Linked DNA regions of Mus musculus: region 2 is linked to region 1. The links are chromatin contacts, called in public Hi-C maps. All regions are on one chromosome and are shown on one strand. The core of a region is the stretch at or near the end of the contact, and the rest is flanking DNA. Distances in the headings are between cores, read along the strand shown. Region 1 holds the start of 4930529N20Rik (RIKEN cDNA 4930529N20 gene). Region 2 has its middle 160 kb from the start of Cdyl.

The links. A called contact is a pair of places that touch in the nucleus more often than the background predicts.
Region 2: a Hi-C map of muscle stem cells shows a contact between it and region 1, with 2.4 times the contacts expected there. The contact joins the enhancer-like site here to the promoter of 4930529N20Rik in region 1. A contact is called at or near these places in 3 of 484 Hi-C or Micro-C datasets (cerebral cortex, liver and muscle stem cells) and 1 of 115 datasets of contacts at active chromatin or transcription factors (pancreatic cancer cells).

The regions. Positions count from the first base shown.
Region 1 is chr13:35,165,246-35,170,516 of GRCm38.p6, reverse strand. It overlaps 4930529N20Rik (RIKEN cDNA 4930529N20 gene), which reads left to right and starts at 2,713. Exons shown (of 2, transcript NR_153831.1): 1 at 2,713-2,775; 2 at 3,071-3,371.
Region 2 is chr13:35,498,970-35,504,240 of GRCm38.p6, reverse strand. No RefSeq gene overlaps it. Among named protein-coding and RNA genes, the nearest start is that of Cdyl, 160 kb to the left of the region's middle. Within about 2 kb of position 1,985, at least 99 of the 459 cell types and tissues checked have an H3K27ac peak or open chromatin away from gene starts, as enhancers often do. A contact at or near this core is called in cerebral cortex and muscle stem cells, where this site is marked.

The DNA.
Region 1 (5,271 bases), core at 1,464-3,963:
GATAACAACAAACAAGCAAACAAACCAAAACAAACAAAACTCACTGTGTTGGCCAGGTTGGGTTGTTTTCCTACACTTTCACTACCTAACTCAGAGCCAGATCCTGGATTCTATCACATAGGTTCTCTGTGACTTACATAACTTATGCCTTCTTCTCCACTGGGTGCTACATTACCTGGTTTCAATGTCTAATCTTGGTGATCTTCTTTGTTGTTTCACAATCTCAGGGCAAGAAAATAATGCTGAGTCCATCTAGACAAGATCATGATTCAGCAGGATGCTGCAGTTACCACAGCAAAGACTAGATACGCTCTGTGTAGTTCTTTTCCAGCCTGGCTCACAGTGGAACCTGTCCAGGCCCAGAAACTGACTACGGTCTTCAAATGAGGCTTAAACTAGAACCTACCAAATAGTTCATTGTGTCCTCTGTGGCATTTAAGGCCTAGTACAAATCACCCCAAGGTTCCTACGTCATCTTCCCCACCTCAATACCATCTGTGAAGCATAAAAGCAGACACCTTGCATTTAGCAAGAAAAGTATGATGTTGCTTCTTATTAACTACATGATATAGGATGTGAGCCTCAGGTGTGGCCAAAAAAGAATGTTGTTCTTTCAACCATATCATATCATAGATATGTGTGAGAACCTCTGTATTTTTAAGTACAGTATAATTGAAGTGCTATGAAGTTCAGTTACACTGTATGCGCCAGGAGGACTTGAATTGGATCTTTTCATCTGAAAACTATTACTAGTGATAAAATTGTGTTCTTCCAATGAAGCAGGTGTGAACTTCATGGCCAGCCTTCACACCCTGAAGAAGAGAGGTATTTGGGTGAAAGGTCAACATAGGTGCTTAACCTGAAAAAGTGCTGCAAGTTAAGAAGGACTTTGCTATTAAGTTCTTTAAATTCAAAGAACTGCAGATGTCAACACAGTACTGTTTCAAATGTCAAGGGCTCAAGTCCAGGAAACAATCAAGATCTCACCAATAGTGGCCAAACAAGGTAATTATCCTCCAAGGAGGGCTAGCTTATCTGACAAATGTCCTTATTTTCATATAAAAATTGAACATAGAGAATAATATCCGGAATAGGTCTGTTTCAGAAAATGCCTTACCCATTTATGGTAGTGCCAGGGCAAAGGATATGCAGCTTAAATGAAAGCCATTTCCCCTGTGGTCAGTCGGTGACATTGTCTCATGGTGCTCACTGTAGCAGTTGACAGACAGCCCTTCAATAACACACTGTTTTAGCTAAATGGGTTTTGAAAGCCCTATTAAACTCCTGACAATTTCTAATTGAGAGCATCAATGGATAAATGGAGACTTGAACTCAGCTAGAAAAGATGATGCAGGGAAAATAAGATGAATCACATGAAGATGCCCTCTTGTTTCCAGAGATGTTTATAATCTGAGTGTAAATAGGACCATTGAGAAGGGATTTATTGCTTTTCCCCACCAGAAAGGCAGTGGGAGCTGTAAACTAAAGAGTAACACCTGAATCAAAGCAGTCAATGAAGCCTTAGGTGTCAGCTTCCAACAGCAAGTCCAGACGCTCTCAACTGAGCAGACTCTGGCCCTCACAACAAGCCGTTAGGAACGACCCAAACACTTTCACATTTTCTTCCTTTTTCCTGTGTGTATGTAGATTAAGTGGTAAATATAAGAACTGTAGAATATATATGTATGTGTCTCTGTGTGTGTGTGTATTGTATGTGACTGTGTGCATGTGCATACCTATGTATGCACGCACATCTATGTAGAGATGTGTACATGTGAAAGCCAGAGGTCTATATCACGTCTCTTCTGCTATCCATTGTCCTCTTGCAATTTTGGGATACAGTATCTCACTGAACCTGGAACTCACTGACTTGTGTAAATCAGTGGTTCTCAACCTGTGGGTTTTGAATACTTTAGGGATCAAAGAACCCTTTCACAAGGGTCACATATCGGCTTGCAGATCAGATATCTATATTATGATTCATAACAGTCAGGAAATTACAGTTATGAGGTAGCAACACAATAATTTTATGGTTCCACAACATGAGGAACTGTAGTAAAGGGTCACAGCATGAGGAAGGTCAGAAACCACTAGGCTGAACTGTCTGACCAGCTAGACCCCAGGACCTTTCTCTCTGTGCCTCCCGAACACTGGCAATTGCAGGCACACCACTGCTACTTTATCCCAGCTGATCACCTGCATTCTAGGATCTGAATTCAGGTTCTTGTGCTTGCACAGCAAGCAATTTTACGAACTGAGCCGTCTCCCCAGATCTGCTTTCACCATTTCCAATGTTTTATTTCATGATTTCCCATCATAACAAACACAGCGTGAGTGCCATTCACCCTTTTGTTGATGACCCAGCGCTGTCATACAGAAAAAGTGTTCAGCTGGCTTCTCTCTCTGCTGGTTCCACTTTCTGGGATTTTTATTTACCCAAGATTAGGCTCTGTCTGAAATTGCTAAACGGAAACTATGAGAAACAGTTCATACATTTAAAATGCCGTGCCAATCTTAGAAGCATGGTAAAAATCTCACACTGTCCTGTTCCCATCCAAGATAAGAGACATCCCTTTGCCCAGTGTAGCCACCATTAGTCACCTCAGCTATCACATCATTTGTCATGATGTCACAATGCTTGCACACATATAACCATGATTTTCTTCATAATGGTCCCAAAGGACAAGAGGAATGATGCAGAGGTGTTACGGCACACAATGTGGAAGAACAGATTAACACTGGGTCTGTGGTTGCTCTGTAGTAGCCCACATAGGAGTAAGTACTGTCTGTAGTAAGGCATCCACTGAGAATACTGGACCATGTCACTCCTAGAGAAAGCAGGAATGTATTCAGTTAGGGCAAAGTGAAGAGAAGATGATCCCAGGTGCTTCTGGGATGCTGCATGCTAAGAGCTGTTTGCTCTCTTTCAGCTAGTCATCTATCAGCCTATCAACCTTATACTTTGTAGTCCTAGGGTGTGTTTGCTCTACTGAGCTCATAGAGGGGCTTGCTGAAGTGGTGGAGATGTGTTCACTACTGAAGCCCTACACTATTGTTTATTTTACTCAAGGTCCTTTAGACTGTGCTCAGACATGAATTCTTGTCAAGGAACAAATAGTAATTGCAATGTATCAGCATTTGTTCACAAAGCCGCACAGCTGTCACTCGAGATCAGACGTCACCACCTGTTGATCGCAGCAAGTACAAGTGTCGACCTTTGTCATTCTTGTCCTTCTGCCTCTTGCAGCCACTCTGTCCAGCTCTTCTGGAGTACTCACAGCAAGCTCTCCTTCATAGACTCTGAGTTATAACTTTGTGCATTGTGTTTGTTTGGTTTAAGAGTTATGTCTCTAACTAAATTCTCAGCCCAGAAGAGATGTCTTAATTTCTCACTGTCACCGCAAGCCGTGCATGCTGGGAATGTTTGTTGATGACGTAAGATTTAGCTGTATTCCCCTGGCCAGTATTTAACCCATGCTCTGGTCCAAGTTTCACCATCTGGTGCTGCTCCCAAGCTGTGGTCCAGAGTTACTCAGGCTCTGTCTGGGCTCCAGCACATTGAGATGCTCCTATTTTTATTGTGTTCCTCTCTTCTTCCCCAGCTCATGAACACTCTGGGGAAAGCCATTCATGATAAATTAAATAGCTTCCCACCCTCCAAGTACCACAGCAAGCTGCCAACACCAGTTTAAATTTCTATCCCAGGGATATTCTGAGACCTTGACAAATCACAGGGAGTGCTCAGCTTCCCTCCCATAGGCCTGTCTGAAGCCAGAGTCTCTGACTTCAGCAGCATAGGCTATACCTAGAGACCTCACCAAGACAGAGTTGCTAAGTTTCTCTCTCAGAGTCCTCTTGAGGTCTGGAGTAACAATTCCAAATTGGTATGCTTATCATATTTCCAGGTAATATAGGTAGATGTTGCGGGTCTAGGTACCCCAATTTTAAGACTCAATGCTCATTTGATCCCAGGGGCCATGCTCTCTCCACCAAGTTCATAATGTCCTGTTATAGAATATTGAAATGTCAATCCTCTACTCTCGAGTACTTCCTAGCTATCTGCTTGCACCTCTGCAAGCCGAAGTGACTCTTTCAAACACACTGGATCTCATTCATCAGCCTGAATGTGCTCTTTATTTTATTTGTTTTAACAATCAATGACTTAGTCAGGCATGGGAAGCCCCATCTCACACATGAATGTGGCTTAGTAACCTCTGAGCTGGAGCCCCGCGGTGGAGAAATCACTGCCCTGCAGCATTGGGCACCATGCCAGGCAGCCAACTTTTTCAAGAAATCTCTCCCAGTCATTTAAGGAGTCTTTCACCATAAAACACAGGCTCTCCAAGAGCTTGACTGTTAGATACAGCTTGAGGAGGGATCCAACAGTGTGGCTGTGCCTTTAGAATACCGGAAAAAAAAAAAAAAAAAAAAAGCTGATTGTGCCCAGGGTGTGAGACCATCAGCAGACTCAAATACAGTCTTTTTCTTCCCTGTGTCTGGAGCTTCCAAGACTCCCTCTTTCTGCACTTTAAGTAATATGAATCCTTCTGAGCAGTGCCCACCAGCAGTGGTAACTGTACCTGCCATCAGGCATCCCCAACACAACATAGGGAAGATATAGGTTGCTTACCCCAACTCTAGGCTATCTGGAAGGCCTTCTAGTTTGCTGGGCTGGCTTAGCCTCATCTAGGATTAAAGAATGAGGAACCTGTGCTCTGATGCACAACAGTCATGAGCATGCAGCTTCACCTACTGTAGTGAGTAGCAGCTGGAGTCAGCACATGAGATAGTACTAGAGTCAGCCTGCAGGGCCAGGGCAATAATCCAGAGGGTAAACTTCAACACAATTCACCGAGGGAGGCTAAAAGGGGACACCATGAGAAGGGGGCATCATCTGTGTGATTGCACAGTGGTGACTGCACAAAAGTCACCAAGAAAGAACAGCTCCCTGGCTCCCAAGAGAAGGACTTGGAGCATGAGCCAGGCTCCGGGGACATCAAAGCAGAAGATACAATCTAGGCGTGGATGACTTCACACCCATTTCTCACACAGGCCTGGCACTAGACACAAGGTAAGTGAGGTTCCCTCCCTTGACTCCCAGGAGTCAGGAAACATTAACCTTAAATTGGGTACAGAGTAATTCATACTAGACTGAATATTTTGTTTATTAGAATGGAATTCTATAGTTCGTGAGCCAAGACAGCTCCAGACTGATGGACCAAGAATTTATTCAGGCCCCAGAAAAGAGAACTCATTCATTCAGTGATTTGT
Region 2 (5,271 bases), core at 736-3,235, 330 kb before region 1:
GTCCCTTCTTCCCATTGGCAGCAGTCCCCATTTTACATTCTGCCTCTGGGAATTTGACTTAATCTAGATACCTCGTGTAAGTGGATCATAACCATATTTGTTGTTCTGTGACTGGCTCATTTCACTTAGCATAATATCCTCGTGTGTTTGGTGCTTTGGTTTTTAAAATACCATTTCCTCCTAACACCCGTGGGCTAACTCATTTACACTCTACAAAGGTCACCAGTGGAATTTTAACAACACCCCCTAAGTCTGGAAATAAATGTTAAAGATGAACATGTGTCTGGAAAACGCCACGTTGCTCACAGCAGAGTGGAACATCTCAGGGGTGAAAAAGCTAACCCACTGCAGCCTCCATGGTGAAGAAGGGGGTCCTGTCAAGTGGCACCAGCTGGGAACCTCTTGCATAGTAGGGCATAAAGCCATAGGCATGAAGCCAAGGGCAGGGGACGCTCTGCAGATGTGCCCTGCTCACACTGGTGCCAGCGGTCATGCTGCCCTACCGGGGCTGGGCCAACAGCTGCTGGTGGAGGAGTGAGGCTGGCAGCGGCTCTGGAGGGAGGCATGTGCCGGCTCGGCGCCAGAGCTGAAGAGCAGTGGGCAGCTGCTGGGAATCGAAGACTGGACGAGAACAGAGGGTACCATAACACCCCAGACTCCCTGGCATACCTCCTCAAAGCAATGTTACCGCTGCCGTTGTATTTCCGGCTCCCCAAATTCTGCGAACACTGAGTCTCTCTCCTCTTTCTCTGTCTTCAGGGCCCACGCCAGGCTGCTACTCAGCCTTGTCACACAAATGATTGAACAAAGTGAGGGTGGGGGCTGGGCTGGGGCTGGCTGGGGACAGTTTTTACGAGCTCCCGGGGGAGGGGGGCGGCTGTTCATTTATCCCAGCAGCAAGGCAAATACTCTAAAACCCGTGACCCCACCCTTTTCAAAGAAATGTAATTTGCTCTTGTCAATAACATGGATTTCCCACCTCAAAAGAGCCAACATTTTCTCGTTATTTATCAAATCTTTTACACTCTGATGACTAATGAAAAACTCTCTGGCAATTTGTTACTGTGTTGGCATTGTTTACCATCAGAAATGACACTAGAACACAGGGGCACTCCGTTACAATTGCATTCAAAGTTTACTCTCTCCCCAGGGAGCATATACCCCCACATATCCATAGGGGCTGATAACCATTATGAATACAGCCTTTATGAATAATCTACGAGGCACTCAGCACCTCAAAACACCACATTGCAATTCATCAGCTCATTTTGGCATCATGAGAGTGTTTGTGATGTCACCTCAGTTGAAAAGAACGAGACTTAAAGCAGGGAAACATCTTTACTAAGGCCATATAGCAAGTCAATTGCAGTGTAAGTATAGGTCACCATAGCCTTCAGCCAGAGCTCCTTCCTCTGAACTGTGTTTGTGAAGAACATGTTAGAATCAGGGAAAACATGTGAGACACCACACACACACACACACACACACACACACACACACACCACATACATGTTGTTGTTTTTTTTTTTTTTCCTGCTGGGCTGTGTTTCTCCTGTCTGCAGCCCAGGCAATCTTGAAATGTGCAATAGGTACTTCCTTGGAAATCAATAGGGTCATTTTATCCGGCCACATCATATAAAATTGGCATTTACAAATTAAGATATTCAATTATCAACAACTCGATATATTTCTAACTAATTGCTCTCCCTGGCTTCATGCTGGGCGTCGTTCCCACATAGCTGCAAACTGGCCTTTTCTTTGGTTTAATTTGGCTGGTTTCTCCACTTTCAATTTTGCTGCCCCTTGGTCTGAATCTGCCAGTGACCTCAGATCATTGTTTTACCAACCTCCATAACTAATTGAGCCAATTGCAGAGGCAGCTGGCCAAACTTCGCAATTAACCCCAAATCCAGTCACTCAGGGTGATACAAATATGACTCACAGATGGGTAGTTTACAAGAATTCTCAACAGGTCTAGCCTGTTCCTGATTCGGCAGGAAAGGAATTCTCTTAGTATTCTGCTGTTTGTCTGACCTGAATAGTGTGTGCTGGGTCGTGGGACACTTCTGAAATTGTTACAGGGGGGTCTTAGGAACTTAGGAGGGTGTCTTGGCTGAATGCTAGGTGGGCTAGCCAAGTGGCCAAAGACATATTTATTAGCGTCATTCATTTTTACCATCCGGCGGAAGCTCGTGTCTTGTTCCACTCGCCTGACTCCCACCATCTGGAGTGAAGTCAGGATATGCTCACCAGAAAGCAGGGATGGACAAGCTCCAAGTGGGGGCTGCCTGGCAGAAGGGCTGGAGGCTGCCTGGCAGAAGGGCCTCGGCCACCACTGCAAGATGTCAGAGCTGCCTGCTTCCTGCATACGGTTTGAGAAATGAGAACAGTGCTCTCTTTCTGTGTTTTCGGGTTACATGATATTTTTGTGAACCACTTGATGTAGGGCTTGAGAATAAATCAAGCTGGGAGCCCTCTGGTACTGCTGACTTGGAGAATGCCCTGAAGGTGTGTCTCAATGATCTTTCTCTGACACTGAGCGCTTTGTTTTCATTTTGCACTCTAAGCAGAGAGAAACCACAGAAGGCCAGGGCAAGAAACCTAGCATCTCTTAGAAAGATAGCAGAACCCCGGACTAATGCTGCAAAGAACATTATAGGAGTAGCTGGCCAGGGTTCTGGTGAGAATTTTGGAAAGCATGTGGGAGGGATGTAAAATATTCCTGAAATCAGTGAGACGACAGCAGCAGGATGTGAGCCCTGTGGAAAAAAAGAGAAAATCCAACCCTGAGTTGTGGTCTTTGTTGATTTCCATGGAGTAAAAATAATCCCATTGTGGCCAATTTTGAAGTGGCTTAATTTAACAACTGGCTTGCAAAATTTCTGGGTGTTTGATAATCTCTGCAGAGCTTGTGTGAGCTGATTCCTAAGTGTACTCTCTTAGGGGCTCCAACATTAAAACGGGGCAAATGTGCTACACACTTTAAAATATAAGGATCTGGGCCAGAAGCAAGTATCCCAGGGAGACCCAGGCCCCATCCTCTCCTCTCTCAACCCATCACTGCCTGGCTCCCTCAGGCCCAAGATCAAAGTCCAGATACCCTGACTAGAAACACTGTGCTCCCAGTCAGTGCTCGGCAAACTCCCAGAGCCTGTGTCTTTTCTGGAAACGGTCTCCAGCCTCACCACTGCAAACATCACAGTGCCTGCCATGAAAGCCGGTTCCCGCTACAGCCTAGCAGGCAGAGCCACTAGAGGACCAGACTGCTGCTCTCCTGGAGGGAGGGAAAATGCTGAGGGTGGGTGTTGATCCATCACTGTGCACAAGACAGTTTTACATCCCAGAGTGGGCCCAAGCATAGTTTAAAACAGATGTCCACCAGAGTAGAAACTCAATCCACCATTTAGGAAGGTAGAAGACAGCCTGTAATTGGGTAGGTTTATAGGACTATGGGATGGGTTTATTCCATGAGAAATTTCTGTGATTGCAACTGGAAGAATTCAGTGTTCATTAATAAACTATTCTTGCAGGTATGTAAGGCATAGGGGTATATCTGTGTTTTGACAACATGTTTTTGTAAAGTTTTTTTAGTCATTGTTTTTAAATTGTATGTGTGGCACCTGTGGTTCTGTGCACTACATGTGCAAATAAATGCCCACAGAGGCCAGAAGACGGCATCAGATCCCCCTGGAAATAGAGTTACAGAAGCTTATGATCTGCAGTGTGGCTGTTGTGACTCAAACCCAGGTCCTTTGAAATGCAGTGAGTACTCCTAACTGCCAAGCTATCTCTCCAGTCCTCATCCCCCACATTTCAAATCGGGACTTTGAATTCCTTATGTGAGAAATATGAACGGCAGGAATGAACTACTCTTATGTACGGTCTTCTCTGGGCTGTGCTTTCAAGGTGCCCATGACTCTCACATCTTCACACTGTTTTGTGAAACTCTCAGTCCCTTTATCATTTGCCTGCTGGCTCTCATACTTTTGGGGGCATTTAATGTTCCAGTGACCATCACTATTTAGCTGTGTTAAATATATTTTTTTGATGAACAAACTTAAGGAAACTATAGATTATACTAAGAGTTTATTGTGAGTCCTCCTTTGAGTCTCTGCTGTTCTAGGCTGTATTATCTATCAGAGAAGTGTGCTCATGGGGCTCCAAGCTAGCTTCGGATCAGCTTTACCCAAAGGATGCTGTGTCATCTCCTAGGGCTTCCATGGCCAGGTGCCATAAGGCAGGTGGCTCAGAACAACAGATATTTATTTTTTATGGTTTTGGAAGGACTCTGCTTTTTTTCCAGGCACTGCCAGGAACCCCTGGGGCTCCTTGGATTGTAGAATACGCAGAGTTTGTACATGTGCTGCTCTGTGTTTCTGTCTCTTTCCTCCTTCAAGAACAGTAATCCAACTGGGTGAGGATCCTAACTAACTGAGTATTAACTTCACCTGCACTTGATATGTATAAAGACACTATTTCCAAATAAGGTCACAATCACAGGTAAAAAGATTTGAACATAGGTTTTGAGGGGGCAGTGTTTAGCCCACAACAAAGAACTGTTCACATTCCCTCAAACTGGGATTCCAATAAATACATTTTGAGAAATGATATCTCAAAAAACTTGAACTGCAGTTGGGATTTGGGATTTGTAATTTGTAATTTGTAATTGAATATCCCTTCTCCAAAATGCTTGTGACTGGAAGTGTTTCAAACTGGCTGCTCAGGTACCTGGGTTTAATTGACAGCACCCACAAGGTAACCCGAAACCACCTTTACCCCTGTTCCAGAGGCTCCGGTACCCTTTTCTGGCTTCTACATGTGGTGCACAAACATACACAAAGAAAAAATGCACATACACATAAAGATAAATAAATAAATAAATAAATATCATTTAAAATCATAAACATTTTGGAATATTTGCATGCTCATAATATGAAATCTTGTGGGGAGGGACCCAGTACAAACACAAGGCATTATGCTTCATGCTTGATGTCTTATAATCAGAGCCTGTTGGCCATTTTATTTTTAGTGTCCTTGCATTCTGACTGTGACCTGTCCAGTATGGGAATTTCTACTCAAGGTATCATATTGGTGTCCCCAAAGTTTCAGATCTGGGGAAATTTTAGATTTCAGAGGCTTGGACTAACAATATTCTAAACCAGGAAACAGGGGCTCTTTTTTTGATGTCAAAGGGTACTTGGCTATAGAGGAGGAGAAAATATGGTTTATACTAGTCTTTCTTTAAAAAACAAATCATTATGGAGGAATAGT